Linked DNA regions of Zea mays: region 2 is linked to region 1. A link is a contact called in public Hi-C data. All regions are on one chromosome and are shown on one strand. The core of a region is the stretch at or near the end of the contact, and the rest is flanking DNA. Distances in the headings are between cores, read along the strand shown. Region 1 holds the start of LOC100383840 (HSP20-like chaperones superfamily protein). Region 2 holds the start of LOC100282864 (copper chaperone).

Region 1 (3,299 bases), core at 529-3,028:
GCGACACACACTGTTCATTGCAAGGTGCGCCATACGGCCGCGATGACCCCAGCGAGCACGGCCACCGCCGCCGCAGCGTTCACCAGCAGCTGCCGCGCCGGCTCCGGCCTCACGGTCTCCGTCGTCTGAGCGTGACTCGGCACCGCTGGCGATGCCCCAGCTTGGCTGTCCTTCTTGGGTCGCTTCTCATCCCTAGCGGCTTTGTCCACCACCTTCGTGCCTCTCGCTCCACCGCCTAGCTCTTCCGCCCGTTTCGTGGCGTTGGTCTCTTGCGGTTGCGGTTGCTTCTGCCTCTTCTTCGGCTGTTCCTCTGCACCATGAGGCGGCGCCGGCGCCGGAGAAGGAGGCGAGACAGGGACCGGCGGCTGCCACGACCACGGGGGAGGAGTCTTCGGCCCAGGAGCAGCACCCGGCGTCTGGTGTGGCGGTGGCGATTGTTTCCGTTCCTCGGTGCCGGCCTCTGTCAGCTCTTCAGCGGCAGGTGGTGCTGGGGCCGGCGGGGATGGAGGCCGACGCGACGGTGGCTTAGGATAAGTACGTGGCGGCTGTGGCGGGGACGGAGAGCGACGCGGTGGTGGCGGCGGGGACGGAAGCCGACGCGACGGTGGCTTAGGATAAGTACGTGGCGGCTGTGGCGGGGACGGAGAGCGACGCGGTGGTGGCGGCGGGGACGGAAGCCGACGCGACGGTGGCTTAGGATAAGTACGTGGCGGCTGTGGCGGGGACGGAGAGCGACGCGACGGTGGCGGCGGGGACGGAGAGCGACGCGACGGTGGCTTAGGATAAGTACGGGGCGGCTGTGGCGGGGACGGAGACCGACGCGGTGGTGGCTGCGGGGACGGAGGCCGACGCGACGGTGACTTAGGATAAGTACGGGGCGGCTGTGGCGGGGACGGAGACCGACGCGGTGGTGGCGGCGGGGACGGAGGCCGACGCGACGGTGGCTTATGATAAGTACGGGGCGGCTGTGGCGGGGACGGAGAGCGACGCGGTGGTGGCGGCGGGGACGGAAGCCGACGCGACGGTGGCTTAGTATAAGTACGTGGCGGCTGCTGGGACGGAGAGCGACGCGACGGTGGCGGCTGGGACGGAGGCCGACGCGACGGTGGCTTAGGATAAGTACGGGGTGGCTGTGGCGGGGACGGAGACCGACGCGGTGGGGACGGAGACCGATGCGGCGGTGGCTTAGGGTAAGTACGTGGTTGTGGTGGCGGCGGTTCAGGAGCAGGAATGGAAGGTTCTGGGCGCGATGGGTGCCGACGTGGTTGAGGTGGTAGAGGAGGCGCCTGCGTTGGCGATGGGTTCTGGCGTGTCAGCGGCGGCGGTTCAGGAGCAGGAACGGACGGCTCTGGCGGCGATGGACGCCGGCGTGGTTGTTGTTGTGGAGGAGGAGGAGGTGGCGACGGCGACGGAGTCGGCGAGTGCGACAGCGCGGCGACGATGGGGAGCGTGATGATGAGCTTCTCGCCCTCGAACCTGGCGCGGACGCCGTCGGAGTCGCAGTTGTCGGGGAGGCGGAGGTCCTTCTTGAACCTGGCCCACCGGCCGCCCCTGGCGGGTCGCTCGCCGGTGGCGCGCAGCACGCCGTGGTTGTCCACCTGCACCCTCACCTGGTCCTTGCGGAACCCCGGCAGCGCGATCTCCACCACGTCCTGCTCCTCCCCTGCCAGCTTCCACTCCACCTCCGGGTCGAAGTCCTCGAACACCCGCGCCGCCGCGCGCTGCCGCCGGTCCATGCCTGCCTATTTCCTCGCCGCCGGAGACCGAAGCTGCTCGCCCTTCGCGGCGGGCGTGCACGGACAGCGACCCCGCCTCGACGTGTATTTATGGTATCCGGCGGCGTAGCGTGCCATGTATTGCTGCCGTGTCCGAGCCATGGAATGCAAGGATGGGTTGCTTGGTGAGGACAGCAGGAAGCAGCCGGCTGACATGGAGTGCGAGGTGTGGGTTGGGTCACCTCCGTCCTTGGGCCTAGGACATGGTTCCTTTCTTGCCTGTGCTGTGCTGGCTGGCCTCCACGGCTCCATTCCATCGAGCTGCTACTGTAGTGGTCTAGTGGAGTGCTAAGACTGACCGCAACGCTCCCCCCTCCCCTGTCCCCTCCCCTTGCATGCGGCACGTAGGGGGCACTCTATGGCCGCAGCGGTGCCCTCTACAGCGCCCCCTACGTGTCGGTCCCCTTCTCCCCCCCTCAGATCTAGTGTGTCACTGTTCATCACCCTAAACACTGTGCTGTGGGTCCACGAGTAATTGTTAGTAGATAAAAAATTGATAGTTGATATAGAAAATGATATTTTATAGTGGTAGTGGGGTATAGGGGGAGTATTTAGGGGGAACCGCTGCGGGAGATGAAAAAATAGGGGGAAAAGTGATATAGGGGGAAAAATTTAGGGGTAACGGTTGCGGATAGCCTAAGACTGACCGCAACGCTGCCCCCTCCCCTGCCCCCTCCCCTTGCATGCGGCGCGTAGGGGGCACTCTGCGGCCGCAGCGGTGCCCCCTATAGCGCTCCCTACACGTCGGCCCCCCTTCTCTCTCCCCCTAGATCTAGCGCGTCACTGTTCATCCCCCTAAACACTGTGCTGTGGGTCCACGGATAATTGTTAGTAGATAAAAAATTGATAGTTGGTATAGAAAATAATATTTTATAGTGGTAGTGGGGTATAGGGGGAGTATTTAGGGGGAACCGCTGCGGGAGATGAAAAAATAGGGGGGAAAATAGGGGGGAAAAGTGATATAGGGGAGAAAATTTAGAGGTAACGGTTGCGGATAGCCTAAATGAATCTTCAGCCTAAGAGCAACTCTAAGAGGTGCCGCATATCAACGCGAATAGCGTTTTTAGCGTCCAAACTCCACCATTCTCGCTTCCAAGAGACTGCTATTTCTTTTCCCATTTTTTGGCTTCCCACAAAGGCAACGATGGATCCCGCATATATGCGCGAGCAAAACTCTCCCCAATCCTGCCGAGCGCTTGCAATCAAGTAGCTTCCCGCAAATTTTTTCCAGCTACGCGCAGTTTTGTTCGACGAAAGGTGGGTGGCGGCAGCAGATACATCATCGTCTTGGAGGAATACATTGTTGTTCTTCACTGGCGCGGCGCTGGCGGCTCAAGGCCAGTTGCTTCGGACGGTCAAGATATGGTGTTCGGCGGCACACGTATCCCCCAATTGCAGATGGTCGGGGTTGGAGTTCCCAGTGGCGGAGTTGAACCGCGAGGTGGAGGTCCACCACGACCACCGATGTTAGCTCGTTCTAGGGACGATTCGGATCCACTAGCAGCTTCGACGTTCAGATGCAGT
Region 2 (2,953 bases), core at 25-2,524, 190 kb after region 1:
ATTTATTTGATTACCCGCGTGAGTATTTTATTATGCGTGTCTAATCTAGTAGATTTTTCAATGTGCAGATTTTCCAATTTCTAAATAGCAGTCTTGGATACAAACAAAAACAAGACAAAGAATATGGCCCAAAAAAGTATCTCTCTATATTATGTGAACACTCCCTGTTGGCTGTTGTAATGTCTTCTAATTATCTAATACATGCTATATGCTTCGTAAAATGACAGATTTAAAGAGCTATTTCAGTCAAGCTTCTAGTGGAAGTAGACTAAGCACTCGCGCTGATGGAGTTTGCAATGAACCCAGAATACAAGTTGGAGTCCAAGAGAATAATAGTGAAGATGCCAATGGTGAAAATGTTAATGGTCAAGTCGAAGGTATAAATCAGTTCAACCCGGATCACATTATTTCTGATCCGGGACTTTGTATTCCAATGGATTCTTTTGCTCCTAATATTAGAGATGATGTTAGAAGGGCTTTCATAGCTAAAGGTCTGATTCTTTTGCTCCTAACTTATTTTTTCTTTTTTCCAGATTTTATTCGCCATATGACATTTGGTTGTAAATGGATTGTAATCAAGATGACTATTAAATAAGGTATTTTTCAACATCTATTACTTATTTTATAGCTACAAGTTGTTTTAAACTGTGTCATAAATTTTTAGTCTTAGTCGCGTTAGCAACACCTAAATTTTCTAGCGTCCTCCGCCACTGGAGCAGAGATAACACATCCGCATCCCATATAATCGTGTAGCATACCAGACGGGAGATGGATCCACCGCATCAATTAAAAAGTATGATTGTCGACGAGCATATATTACAAAAAAAAAATTAAGAGGATTTAGGTCATCCTTCGAGAGACGGATGCATAAAGCAGCGGAGACCCAAAACTGTCGAGAGCATCCATGGAGGGAGATGATCGACGCAACGCAAGGGTAGGCGGCAGGCCCAAAGGACCCCTTTACAGTGGATCTACGCGCACGGCGAAACCATTAACCGGCATCATCCCGTGAACGAAAGGGGACCGGCGAGTCGAGTACCTACCTACTCCAAAAAGATCTACTACCAATCGTTCCCGACGAGATCGGAAGGGGAGCATTTACCTGGGCCATAGCGCGAGAGGGGAGGAGGGTCGGGGCGGTTCGGCGGTGGTGGTGGAAATCTCCTGCCGGCGAAGGCGAAGGCGAGGGAGGACGGGGGAAAGATCTATCTGGGCCGGGAGAGAGGGACGGAGTTGGGTGAGGATATACAGGCGGCCGGTGGCGTCGGTAAACACGCAAGGGAAGGCGAGGCCAAGTCCTCTTTTCCCGTGAATGACAGGTGGGGCGTCCGGCCAACCGAGGTAGGTTTGCGTCATCGCGTTCGCGTGGGTGGTCGGGCGCCGTCGGTTCTGCGGTCAGACATTATTATTTTTTAGACTATCTCAACCACCAATTGCGTGCTGATTACTACTACTCCGTCCGGTTTCCTATTAGTTATCGTTTAGAACAACGACACGGTCTCCAAAATATAACTTTGACCAATGTTTTTTGTTAAAATACAAATGAACTCTTAATACATTTATACTTTTATAAAAGTACTTTTATGACAAATTGGTGCATATAAATATTAGGTTCCAAAACTAAATAACAAAATAGTTATTTGTAGTCAAAATTTTATAAGTTTGACTCAAACCTTATCTAAAACGACAACTAATAGGAAACCGGAGGGATTACTTATTACCAGCCAGATTAAAAGTACAAACTGGACAGATTAGCATAAAAAAAACTGAACTGAAGACTCTGTGATCATCATGCACACTAGCTTTCACAGTTTCGGTGCTCTCCAACAGCATCATCATCTTGTCATTCTCATGTATACACTTTTTCCGTTCTTTTTTATTTATCGCCGATTAGTTCAAAAATAAATTAATGGATGACAAATATTTAAGAATATGTAGTATAACTTAACATATATGTAAAACCAAGTTCGAAAATGACCCTCCTTTTTTCTTACAAAGGTAAGATCTTACGGTTACACTCACATGGAGGCATACGCTAAGGCCTTTCATTTGTGTCGAATTGCACCTAGAATCGTTCCAACTAATCAAAATTTATATAAATTAAAAAAGTAATCCAGTTAGAAATCGTTCGGACCCACCAATCCAGCAGAAACGAACCAGGCCTAAGTAGGTACTACGAAGTACAGCTCGTTACTGGGGTGGTGGTCCTGCTCCCAGCAAGCCAGCAACAGCGCCGCCGCGAACACCACCACCATAGCGCAGATAAAAAACCGAGCCGTGCTCCGACGACGGTTCGTCTCTCTTCTCTTGGCGATCCCAGTCACCTTCGGACGATGTTCAGCAGCGTCGTCGCATCGGCGTTCTTCGCACGGCGGCGGAGGAGGAGCTCGTGCGCTGTCAGAACAACAACGCCGGCTGCTGCTGCTGCTGCTGCTTGTGGCGAACTTCAGGTCTTCGGCCAGCGAGTCCCCGGTCCGTGTGCTCCACTGGAGGTTCCTCCTCTGCTGCGTCGAGCTGCAACAGCCTTTCCTTCCCTCGCATCCAGAGTTCTTTTGAAACGAAGGATGGTCCGGGCGCTGCGTAAACAACGTTAGAGCTGATCTTGGAGGCAGGCGGCGGTGTCCGTCTCTTTCGGAATCGCTGCAGTAGGCCAGAGACTGCAGCTGCTTCCTTGGAGTCGACAACGCTTGCCGTCTGCTGCACACCTGGAGGGTTCACAGGAAACAAACAAAATAAATAAATAAATAAATAAACTGTCAAGCATTCACTCTAATCTACAGATGGTGGTGTAACACCGTGGAACTTCTTGATCGCCATATATTCAACACTCACACAAGATTGTTTCTGGTAACCATTCAAGGAACAATGTAAACAGAAAACAAATATGCCATGTATACCTGATTAGCTGCCTGGGGCGTTAAACAGGCAGGACACGGATCACCGATTCTTGCCA

Evidence for each region. Hi-C and Micro-C count contacts between places; a contact is called where the count stands out from the background.
Region 2: a Hi-C map of leaf mesophyll shows a contact between it and region 1, with 2.0 times the contacts expected there. The contact joins the promoter of LOC100282864 here to the promoter of LOC100383840 in region 1. A contact is called at or near these places in 6 of 25 Hi-C or Micro-C datasets (bundle sheath, ear, leaf and 2 more).

What each region holds. Positions count from the first base shown.
Region 1 is chr1:180,912,589-180,915,887 of Zm-B73-REFERENCE-NAM-5.0, forward strand. It overlaps LOC100383840 (HSP20-like chaperones superfamily protein), which reads right to left and starts at 1,779. Exons shown (of 1, transcript NM_001176471.1): 1 at 1-1,779. The coding sequence starts at 1,736. The coding sequence ends at 15.
Region 2 is chr1:181,105,524-181,108,476 of Zm-B73-REFERENCE-NAM-5.0, forward strand. It overlaps LOC100282864 (copper chaperone), which reads right to left and starts at 1,275. Exons shown (of 3, transcript NM_001155770.1): 1 at 1,103-1,275. The coding sequence starts at 1,111. It overlaps LOC100383715, which reads right to left. Exons shown (of 3, transcript NM_001176352.2): 2 at 2,898-2,953; 3 at 1,969-2,705. The coding sequence ends at 2,163.